Linked DNA regions of Macaca mulatta: region 2 is linked to region 1. The links are chromatin contacts, called in public Hi-C maps. All regions are on one chromosome and are shown on one strand. The core of a region is the stretch at or near the end of the contact, and the rest is flanking DNA. Distances in the headings are between cores, read along the strand shown. Region 1 holds the start of PYGB (glycogen phosphorylase B). Region 2 holds the start of ENTPD6 (ectonucleoside triphosphate diphosphohydrolase 6).

Evidence for each region. A called contact is a pair of places that touch in the nucleus more often than the background predicts.
Region 2: a contact with region 1 is called in a Hi-C map of cortical neurons, with 2.6 times the contacts expected there. The contact joins the promoter of ENTPD6 here to the promoter of PYGB in region 1. A contact is called at or near these places in 3 of 14 Hi-C or Micro-C datasets (blood, cortical neurons and liver).

What each region holds. Positions count from the first base shown.
Region 1 is chr10:58,900,129-58,905,789 of T2T-MMU8v2.0, reverse strand. PYGB (glycogen phosphorylase B) reads left to right here and starts at 1,766. Exons shown (of 20, transcript NM_001266864.1): 1 at 1,766-2,056. The coding sequence starts at 1,814.
Region 2 is chr10:58,952,953-58,959,065 of T2T-MMU8v2.0, reverse strand. ENTPD6 (ectonucleoside triphosphate diphosphohydrolase 6) reads left to right here and starts at 4,032. Exons shown (of 16, transcript XM_077951089.1): 1 at 4,032-4,185; 2 at 4,475-4,572.

The DNA.
Region 1 (5,661 bases), core at 517-3,016:
TTCCCTTATTAGCTGTGTGGGCTTAGGGAAGAGTTAACTTCCCTGTGGCTCACCTTCTCCATTGTCAAGCAGGAGTAATAGCAGGCTGTTTGCAGAGATCAGGAGTTAATATACGTACACTGCAAGTAATGATCAATAAGTGTCAGCTCCTCCATTCTTTGCCAGGTGTGCACCACAGCTGGGGGATTAACCTTTACCACACCACAGCAGAAAACATATTTGCATAGCTTGCTTTTTGTCTTTTGAAGCTTTGCTTGAACTCTATTCCCCAGAGTGGTAGAAGTGGTCATGGGGCACTATCGTTTTTTTGACTTCTGAATTGCCAGATCACCCTCAGAGAGATTGCATCAGTGTTTGGAGCTTGCAGCCAAGCTCGACCCCACAGCCCTGCCATCTGTGCCCGAAGTTCGATCTTGTTGGCTCCAGAATCCCTAGGATATAGTGCAGGAGTGAATCCCAAGCTGGAGCTGGGTGGGCTGTGGGGTCATTCCAGATTGATTAACCTCCGACCTCTGAAGTCTGCAGCTGGAAGGGGCTCCAGGTAAGAAGATAACTTTGAAGCATCACACCAAGAAACCTACTGCACCTGGACTTTTATGACATCTCCCGCGGGCAATTTTTACCTCCATGAAATTCAGTAACCTTCGCAGCCCCTTCAGCCCAAGACCACCAGGAGCAAACCTGTAGTCCCACAAAATCGGGTGTACTGACCCACTGTAATGAGGGAGAGCCTCCCAAGAACGAAGGGAAAGGCAGAGTTCTTATGGGAATGGGGGAAGGCAGAGTTTAGGTGACCTTTACATGAAGCAGGGTTCCCATAGGCTGAGGCCAGCAGGACTGTGTTCCGCGGGGACCAAGTGTGGGAAGCTATGTGCAGACGCCCCCTATCTGGAGCTGCAGCCTGGGTTGGGATGGCGGAGGCTAAATCTTCGTTAGTGGCTGAGCTCCCCGGCCAGACAGGCATGTGTCCTTCTCCCTGCTGTAATCTCAAAGCGGACAGCGTCTGCCGGGTGGTTTCGGGAGCAGGGTTTCTCGGAGGGCTGGGGGGCTGCGGTCCATCCGAGGCGGGGTCATGGTGGCACTTGGCTGTGGCTGCCTCGCGCCCTCGGGAATGGGCGTCTCCCGTTCTCTGGCAGTTCGTTTTCTCCACGTCTGCCATCGGCCTGGAGTGGCAAGCAAATAGCTGGTATTTTCAGAGCCGCCCTGCCCCCGACACAGAAGACCGGGCCTAGCAGGCGTTGGTGGATGCCTTTCAAGCTGTAATCAGTTTCCCCGAAAGTTTACCAGGCCTCGGCCACAGCCCGGGCCCAGCGCACTCCCGCGAGGCACCTGGTGACCCGGTGTAGGGCGTGGGGACCGGCCCCAGGAACCCCCAGGGCCCGAGGGCAGGGCCCCCTCCCGCACCGCCCCCGGGCTGGCAGGAGCTGCCAGGACCGCACGCTTCAAGGCCCCGGGTCTCTTGCCCCCTCCAGTCGCTCCCACTTTCTGCCGGGCTTCCCCAACGAGGGGGCAAACCCCAATCTCAAATGTTGTGGACAGGTCCTTGCTGCCTCGGACCACATCAGCGCTCTCAGCTGTGAGCCTGGACGCCCGCCCCGCCTCCCCGAGGCCCCGCCCCGCCTCCCGAGGCCCCGCCCCGCCTCCCGAGGCCCCGCCCCGCCTCCCGAGGCCCCGTCCCGGCGCAGCGCGCAGGCGCGGCCCGTCCCGACCGCAGAGCCGCAGTGCCGGGCGCCAGAGCAGCTGCACCATCCAGGCGCTCTAGTGTCCCGCCGCTTTCCTTCTCCATCTCTTTTCCTCCGCCTCGGCCGGCGCGATGGCGAAGCCGCTGACGGACAGCGAGAAGCGGAAGCAGATCAGCGTGCGCGGCCTGGCGGGGCTGGGCGACGTGGCCGAGGTGCGGAAGAGCTTCAACCGGCATTTGCACTTCACGCTGGTCAAGGACCGCAATGTGGCTACGCCCCGCGACTACTTCTTTGCGCTGGCGCACACGGTGCGCGACCACCTGGTGGGCCGCTGGATCCGCACGCAGCAGCACTACTACGAGCGCGACCCCAAGGTGAGGAGCTGCCCCGCCCTCTGCGCCCGGGCCCGCTGAAAGGGCGCCAGTCCCGGAGCCGCGCCGGCGGAGATCTCTCTGCGGGGCGGCCCCCTGGGCGTTACCCGCGCTCGTCTCCGGCCGGCGGCCAGGCACAGCCGACTGGGGAGTCGCCTGGAAGCCGCGGTCGGCGGGGGCCGGGCTTCCCCTGCGCAGGGCCGCGGCCACAGGTCCCCTCCACTAAGAGCCCGCGCCGTCCCCCGCATATGATGCTGAGCCCGGGAGCCTGGCGGATGTTCCCGGTCTCTTTCTGGCGGTGCGCTTCCGCGCTGGCTGCAGAGCCCGTGCTCCCCGCCCCTGCCTCCAGCCACCTTTTGTTTTCCTGCAGCAGCCTGTAGGAGAAGATGGGACTGGAACCCGGCCTGGGCAGCCTTGTAGGTTGGAAGGGGGTGAGCTCGGTAATCTGCAGGGAATTGTGAGACTTTTGTGTGTGTGCGCTGCTTAGAAGAAAATCGCTGAAGATGCCTGCTTCACGCAGGAGGGGTACGAAGCTCAGAGCTGGAGATGGAGCCCTTGAAGAAGGCTCTGTCTTAGAGGTTCCCATACCTCCCTTGGAGAAATTTACTTGGGTTAAAGTTCATAGAGATTGCCTTAGTAATTGTTACTTTTTATATCTTGCAAAAATTTGTTTGAGTAGTTGAAGTCACTGATTGTCCCCGTTACTCTTAACCATATTAACTACGGGCCTGTGTTCCTGCCGGTTTTTTGGTATTCCTAAACATATGTACACATTTTTAAAAAGTATAATGCACATACAGTTTTTTAGATTTTCTGTTTCATTCGTAAACATTTGTAACTTTTTCCCTGATAAACAGCTTTGCAAGTCAATGGATAGGATGGTAGGTTTCAGTTTGATAGGTACATGGTAGTCTTGCACAGCCCCATGTTGCCAGTTTTTTGTTGTGTTGTTTGTTTTTTAACTTTTGACTATGGAGAATTGTGTCTTTCTACTACACTAACGTAGAGGGAAAATTGGTGAGGAAAAGACACACTTCCAGACCTGAAGCCACTTGGCAAAGATTTTACTTGCAGTGTATACACCTGGGCACCGAGGACTTACTTTATGGATGGTATTTTAGAATATTTTTGTAGGGCATTAAGATATGTTTAATACAGTAATTGCTAAGAGATTGATTGCTTTGCCAAACTTTTTCTGGGACATTCTTTTTTTCTGAAATAGAGAGGGTAAAAGGGACAGATTTGTTAGAATACCAACTGGGGCTCTTCATATTTAGTATGCAAAACATAGAAGTGGCAACAAATGGCCAAAACAGGTTATAACAAGGGCTTGGGATGACTTTGCCAGGAAAAGCAGCCAAGAAGCAGTGGCTCCCCCAGAATTCCCTGCTGTTGGGACAGTTCTGATGCACAACACCAATGTTTTTTTTTTTTTTTTTTAATTCTGAGACGGAGTCTTGCCCTATAGCCCAGAGCTGGAGTGCAGTGGCGCGATCTCGGCTCACTGCAACCTCTGCCTCCCAGGTTCAAGCAATTCTCCTGCCTCAGCCTCCCGAGTAGCTGGGATTACAGGTGCCTACCACCATGCCTGGCTAATTTTTTGTATCTTATTAGAGACGGGGTTTCACCTTGTTGGCCAGGCTGATCTCTAACTCTTGACCTCGTGATCCGCTTGCCTCGGCCTCCCAAAGTGCTGAGGTTACAGGCGTGAGCCAACACACCCAGCCTACAACATCATTTTTATTGTCTAAGTGGTTTATGGCAAGTACATAGCTCTGCCTTCACATTCAAGGGCATTTCCTTGGAGCTGGACCAGGACTCAGCTCGGAACCTTAGGGTGCCCATTGGAGTATTTATATATAATCACATCATGGAGAGGCCAGCGATGGGCTCAGGGATTACGGAAATGACCTTCATGAACAAGATAGTCCCTGCAACAAAACAGGTTTTCTGATCCACTGTGAGATCTGTTTTGATTGTCTACTGTGATGGCTCTTGGTGGAAACCTTTCTCTTAAACCACAATCTGTAAGTTGTAAAGTTGTAAACTTTTCTCTTAAACCTCACAGTCTGTAAATAAGCTGTGTGCCTATTCTGAGTAGGAAGGACGTGTAAAAGTGGAAAATTGGGATTTAGGTACTTCTTTGGCTAATTCATGATGAAAATAAACTTGCCATCCTTTCTCTGGAAAAGTTTCATGTTTGCTGGTGATGGACCAGCAACCAGTCCCACCAGAGCCAATGAGAGGAGGTGGGCTCCCAAGAAAACACGTGCTGTGCCTCCCCCTCAGCCAGAAATGACCTCAGATATTCACCGGCACACTGCAGACTGGTAATATGACACTCTAGAGTTCCTAAATAGAATGCTTTTTTTGTTATTTTTGTCTTTTTAAAAATTATGTGGCTGGGCGTGGTGGCTCATGCCTGTAATCCCAGCACTTTGGGAGGCCGAGGCGGGCGGATCACGAGGTCAGGAGATCGAGACCATCCTGGCTAACACGGTGATACCCCGTCTCTATTAAAAATACAAAAAATTAGCCCGGCATGATGGCGGGGGCCTGTAGTCCCAGCTACTCGGGAGGCTGAGGCAGGAGAATGGCCTGAACCCGGGAGGCGGAGCTTGCAGTGAGCTGAGAACATGCCACTGCACTGGCGACAGAGCGAGGAGACTCCGTCTCAAAAAAAAAAAAAAAAAAAATTATGCAAGTCCTGAAGGAAAAATTATTAGTGGAGGAAAAATTAGAAAATATAGATAAGCCAGAAGGAAAAAAATTAACTGTAATCCTGTAACCCACTTCTATCACCCACTTTGTAAATGCTATAAATATTTTGTGTTCTACATTATTTTTTCTGTATTGACAGAAACTTGTTTTTAATACGTAAAATAGCATTATACCGAACCTATTGTTGCACAACTCTTAGCACTTTATTTGTGGTAAATAGCAGAAAGAGTAGAAGTTGGAGTGTTCAGAGGAAGATTTGTCAAGCTTTGCCATGCTTGGCAAATCAGCACATGAAAACATCTGGCTAACATGGAGAACTTTGTGCTTGGCAAGAGGTGGCAGTTGGTCATGAAGACGTTTAATGGATTCTCTGAAGTGGTGGCAAGGTGGCAAGAAGAGTCCAACCTGAAACTGCAGAGCCTGGGATTGCACTGCATGGAGAAGGAAGGGTGTGCGTGATTCCATGCTCCTTTTCATCCTGGCCTTTCCATTCGGTCTGTGCAACTGTGGGCTTGGGTGCATTTATTTGCCGTTCTTGGCCTCAGTTTTCTCATCTTTAAAATGAGGGGAATCAAGCTGGTGATCTGTTTCCGAAGTCTGTTGCCATTCTGAAATGTTAGAGTTAAAACGTTTCCATTTCATATTGAATTGACATTCCATCTCCATCCAAAGAGAATTTGAGGATGCTTATGCTAGATGGAGCACAAAAGGTTCACATTAGAAGGCCTCAAAGTGAAGGCTGGGGTGGGACAGTGAGAGTCAGGACACAAAACGCAGACCAGGATCCTGGCAATGAAAGCAGCCCATGCCCAGTTATGAGAGTCATGGGATCCCTTCTATAACATCCCGAAAGGACAGGTGCATGGTTTATTCTGTGGGCCTTTGTG
Region 2 (6,113 bases), core at 2,783-5,282, 51 kb before region 1:
GTTACCTCGGGGATGTTAAATTTCCCTGAATTCCAGGCTGTGCCTGCTCCCAAGGCTTCCGGAGAAAGTCGTAAGATAAGCCTTAAAGAGGACAGCAACAAGATGCTTGAGGTGGCAGCATTTAGGGGAACTTTCCACAACAACCAGAGAGCTGACGGCAGAGGCAGGCAAGGGACATTAGCACTGCCAGTGTATGCTACAGGCACCTACCATGTTCCAGACAGAGTGCCGGGCACGCAGCAGGGAGCAGGACAGACCAACTTATTTGTTCTCATGGAGCTTCATTTCAGTAGTGGAAAAAGGAATTCACCAATAAACAAGTCAGCAAATAAGTAATGATGGCTGTTGTCTTTGCAAAAATTATGACAATAAGAAAAATATGACATAGGCCGGGCGCGGTGGCTCAAGCCTGTAATCCCAGCACTTTGGGAGGCCGAGGCGGGTGGATCACGAGGTCAGGAGATCGAGACTATCCTGGCTAACATGGTGAAACCCCGTCTCTACTAAAAATACAAAAAACTAGCCGGGCGTGGTGGCGGGCGCCTGTAGTCTCAGCTACTTGGGAGGCTGAGGCGGGAGAATGGCGTGAACCCGGGAGGCGGAGCTTGCAGTGAGCCGAGATCATGCCACTGCACTCCAGCCTGGGAGACACAGCGAGACTCCGTCTCAAAAAAAAAAAAAAAAAAAAAAAAAAAAGAAAAATATGACATAGGAAAATTACGACAGTGAAAAAAAACCTGACCTGATCCAACTCCATCTTCTAACCTCCAATCTGCCCTTGTTCATTCCCAGGCATAGGCCAAACAAATTTGTGGAGAAATTTAGTTTATAATTTCACTTTAAACCAAATATAACAGCCCGTCCCTGAAACAAACCTCCTTCTTGCTTGGGGACCAGACCACCTTTGTGAGACTAACAAATTAGCTACAAGATTAAAAATTATGGTCCAGGCATGGTGGCTCACACCTGTAAGCCCAGCACTTTGGGAGGCCAAGTTGGGCGGATCATCTGAGGTCAGGATTTCAAGACCAGCCTGGCCAACACGGTGAAACCCTGCCTCTACTAAAAAATATAAAAATTAGCTGGGCATAGTGGCAGGTGCCTGTAATCCCAGCTACTCAGGAGGCTGAGGCAGGATAATTGCTTGAACCCAGGAGGGGGAGGTTGCAGTGAGCTGAGATCGCACCATTGCACTCCAGTCTGGGGGACAAGAGCAAGACTTCATCTAAAAAAAAAAAAAAAAAATTATGGCTTAGGAGTCATGCAGCCCGAAGCCACAAGATTCCTAACTCCCCCAATTGCTCTAATAAATAATATTACTATTATAAAACATAAGATTGGTGTTCAAGGTATTTTTCAGACCCTGCATTGTGATAGACTAGCCGCACAGACTGGTAAACTGGCTCATCTGGTCTTGTGATCCCAACCCAGGAACTGACCCAGAGCAAGACAAAAGCTTCATCTCCTCATGATTTCATCCCTAACCCAACCAATCAGCACTCACCATTCCCTAGCCCCCTGACTGCTCAACTATCTTTTAAAAACCCTAGTCTCCAGACTGGCACAATCCTAGCACTTTGGGAGGCCGAGGAGGGCAATCACTTGAGAGCAGGAGTTCAAGACCAGCCTGGCCAACATGGTGAAACCCCGTCTTGACTAAAAACACAAATAATTAGCTGGGCATTGTGGCGTGCACTTGTAATCCCAGCTACTGGTGAGGCTGAGGCACGAGAATCACTTGAACAGAAGGTGGAGGTTGCAGTGAGCCTAGACTGCACCACTGCACTCCAGCCAGAGCAATGAAGCAAGACACTGTCTCAAAAACAACCGCCCCCCAAAAATTCCTTAAACTCCGAATCTGAGGAGAGCCTGATTTGAGGAATAAGAAGCCTCTGATCTCCTATTTAGCCAGCTCTATGTGTACTGAACTCTTTATCACAATTCCCGTCTTGAAAAATTGGCTCTATCTGGGCGACAGGCAAGAAGAAGCCGTTGGGTGCTTACAGTGTGATGAGTGCTATGAAGGAAATAACATAAAGGGTGATAGAGAATAACTAGAGGAGGCATTCTAGATAAAATGGTCTCAGGAGGTAACATTTGAGCTGAGTATTAAACATTGAGAAAGAATCTACAAAGGGAAGATCTAGCGCAAGACCTTTACAAGCAGTGTATAACACACACAAAAGCCCATGCCAGCAAAAAGATTTTACTTTCACAAATTCTAGAAACTCTAAGAGTAAAAAATGGTGAAAGGAAATGAAGTGATAACACATATTGTGAGTGCAGCAGGCAGAAACAGCGCCATCACCGTTTCACAACAGGATCTCAAAATACTAGGAAAAGTGCAAATTAAAACTGTGAGATACAGTTTGGTCATTATTGGATGGGGAAAGATCCAAAAGTGTGGAAAGACCGCACTGGTGAAGATATATGGAAACCCAAGGTCTTACACATTATTTGCCAGAGTGTAAATTAGTACAGTGTCTAAGGGGGGCAATTTAGCCATGTTTAGCCAATATATTATTTTAAAGGCCATATCCCAGTACAGCCAATTCCAACTCTAAGAATATTTCTGACAGATACACCCACATGCATGCACAAAGACAGTCCATGGGATCCAGTCGCATTATTCCTAACTGCAAGCAACTGGGAAAAACTTCAAGGTCCATCAGTGAGGGCCCGCATAGGCTAACCTCTGTAATAACCAAATCTCAGTGGCAGTGTCCAACCAGGTGCTTGTGGGTGACCTTCCAACAGGGACCGCATTGCCCGGCTGACAGGCCTGGTCTATGTACTGTCTGGGCATCCCATACAGTTAGCACTCATTCACCCTCAAAAGCGTCCCATCTTGAAAATAAACTCTTGTCCACTTGGTGCTTCAGGAACCTGGGCTTCTTCCACCAATATCTCTCCCAGATGCCCCAGTGCGCAGGTGGGGCCGTCCTCTAGGGCCAGGCCTGGCTAGGGCGCACCCACACCTCCTTGGCCAGACGCTGTGGGCCAGGAAGGGGCTCTGGCTCTTGCGGGAATGAGGGCGCCTAGCATAGGTGTGCACGTGGGCAGCCCCCACCCTGGGGCCCCTAAGTAAGCCGGGGCCTGCGAGCCAGGACAGTCAGGAGTTGCAACCTTGGTGATTTCTAGGAAGACATTAGAAAATGGGGTCAAAGGCCGGGTGCGGTGGCTCATGCCTGCAGACCCAGCACTTTGGGAGGCCGAGGCAGGAGGATCACTTTAGGTCAGGAGTTCAAGACCAGCCTGGCCAACAGGGTGAAACCTCGTCTCTACTAAAGATACAAAAATTAGCCGGGCGTGGTGGCGCACGCCTGTAATCCCAGTTGAGGCAACAGAATCGCTTGAACCCGGGAGGTGGAGGTTGCAGTGAGCCGAGATCGTGCCACTGCACTCCAGCCTGGGTGAGACCCTGCTAAAAAAAAAAAAAAAGAAAGAAAATGGGGTCAAGAAATGGGGGGTGGGAGGGGGGGAGTGGATTTCATGAACCTGCCTGCTCTGATGTGGCTGCATTTCCATCATGCATTGTCCTAAAAAAAGAAAAAGAAAAAAATAAAATGTAGACGTGGAGGGATGGGGGAAATTGCACAGGCCGGTCCAGGCTGTGAGGCTGCCCCCTGCCAGGCACGACGAGGGTCAGCTCTGCCGCGCCGTGAGGAAACCGGCCAAGGAAACCCCTTGAATCTGGCGAGGTCCCGCCCTGAGACGCTCGGGGAACCAGACTGCCGAGCCCTGCCTCTGGGCCGATGCCAGCCCGGTTGTGGACTGGAGAAAACCGCAACGCCACCCGCGGAATTAGAATTCGGCCGCCGCGCTTGCGCAGCTGGGTCCCCGACCCGGCCCGCGCCTGCGCAACTGGGTTCCCCCGGCCCGCGCCTGGGCAACTGGCCCCTCCCCCACAACGCAGCCCGGGCCTGCGCAACAGGGACCCTGTGACTCCCGCCTCCTGTCCCGCTTGCGCCTGCGCGGCTGGGTGCGCCCGCCCCGCCCCGCCCAGCCTGTGACGCCACGTGTATGTGGGCGGAGCCCAGGTCCTAGGGAACCGTGAGGTCGTATCCCGCTGGTGGAGGTTGGGGTGGCGCCGGCCGGGGCTGGAGAGCCCGAAAGACCGGCTGCCGCCTGCTCCCCGGAAAAGGGCACTCGTCTCCGTGGGTGTGACCGAGCGCGCGGTGCAGGGTAAGCGGCGGGCCGGGGCGCTGGCGGGGGCGGCCGGGGATCACCGACTGCAGGCGGGCCTCCCCACGCGGGCGCGCTGCGCTCCGGAGGACGGCCTCGGGGTCACTCGCACCCCGGCTCCCACCTCCTACTGCCTTCCTGTCCAGGCTTCATTAGGGCTCCCTGGACGTCTGGGCTCCGCTGACCGGTGGGGGGCAAGTCCAGTGTTTTGGGCCACAGGGCGGGCCAAATAGCAGGGGCCTCTAGCCCCAGGGGGCCCCAGCCCTGCTGCGTTCATTCATTCAACCAGCTTTTGCGGACCCGCCCCCAGTCTGCGTCAGGAACAGGCCCCTCCGCTCCTGGATGAGCCCGGCGGGGAAGCCTCGCGTAGCAGTTTCTGGGAAACAGGTAGGATCAGGCCGCTCGGACAGGACTGAGGGTGTAAGGACGATTCACCCCGGCATTGGGGTGATGTCCCGAGGAGCTCATAGGTGGTCAGGGCGGTTCTGCCCGAGCTGACCTGTGAGCCGCGGATGCCCGGACCGAGGGAGGGAGAGCCCCTGATGTGGACAGACTAGACTCCTTCAGTGGAAAACATTCAACAGCCAGGAGAGCGTGGAAGAGGAAGGAGAGATGGGAGGGTGTTTTTATTATAAGTGCAAAGGAACCAGCCACCGGGAAGTGCCTGGGCAGCTCTGGGTGTCCCTCCAGGCACCTGTATTCCAATCTTACCTGCGCGAAGCCACACACCCACGTCACACAGGATGCGGGGAATTCAGCCATAGCCTGCGGGGGGGAATCTTCCTGGGGAGAGGTGGATTACAAGGACTCTTCCTCCCACCCGCTGTGCAACAGCCATGGGCGGCGGGTAGTCATTTTTGAAGGACCTGGCAAGCACGGTACCAATCTCGAAATTGCTTTTTGTCTCCCTCCCCTTGGCCTGGAGAGAGTGACTGGCTAGCGTGTGTGTCTGCCTCCTGAAGCTTCGGGTAAAGGACCAGGGAGATGGGCAGCCCTTTGTGTCAGGAGATCTGGAAGCGCCTCCCCTCCCACCGCCTCCTGTGTAAAGGAAACAGCAGGTGGTGTTGACGGGCCTTTCATGCACCGGTTTTTGCCAAGGAGAGAAAAACCTATTGAAACCTCCCAGGAGGATGAGTGGAAGTTTCTAATGTGCTTTATTTTTGGATACAGCGTGCATGGCAGGCATTTGCATTCATGGCCCTTCCGTGTACAGGAACTGAAAACCTGAAGAAACTGGCCAACAGATTAGGCAGCCATCAATCCACATCAGATGGCGCCTGTATTTCCAAGAGGTGGCTTGCCATCCCCATCTCCTAGAAAGCCAACCAGGGGACAGGGCAGCTCCTACCACCGACAACACTGCTCCACCCTCGACAACACTGCTCCACCCTCAGATTCTCCTCTCTGACTCCTGCCTGGAGGGTGGCCTCGGCAGGAGCCACACCTCTCTGTTTGCCTGTGTGCACCCTACTTCCTATCCCTGCCTCCCCTTGGTCCCCACCTGCTACCTTCCTTACAGCCTCATCCCACCCTCTCTCTCCTTTAAAGAACAGACTGAGATGACATTGTTTTCCTCAGTGAGTCTGTCAGGGAGAACGTGATCAACAAATTCACGCTGTGGTGTTAGTGGTTCCCACAGAAACCCCATTGCCCCTCCTGCAGGTGTCTCAGCCATGGGCAACACTTTAATCTAGTGGAATGACATTGGTGTTAAGATCTGGGCCACAGGGATATGGAGGTGACCTGTTCCTTGGGGAGAGGGTATGGTGAACATGATTGTAAGAACTCTTCTTCCCACCCCTGTGCATGAGCAAGGCTGTTCCTGGTTCTGTGCTCTCTCAGTACTGTGTTCTAATTGGACTCTTGTTTTTGTCTTCCTGAACTTGGTGTGTAACTTCAGTAATTATGTCTATGTAAGGTATGTCTAT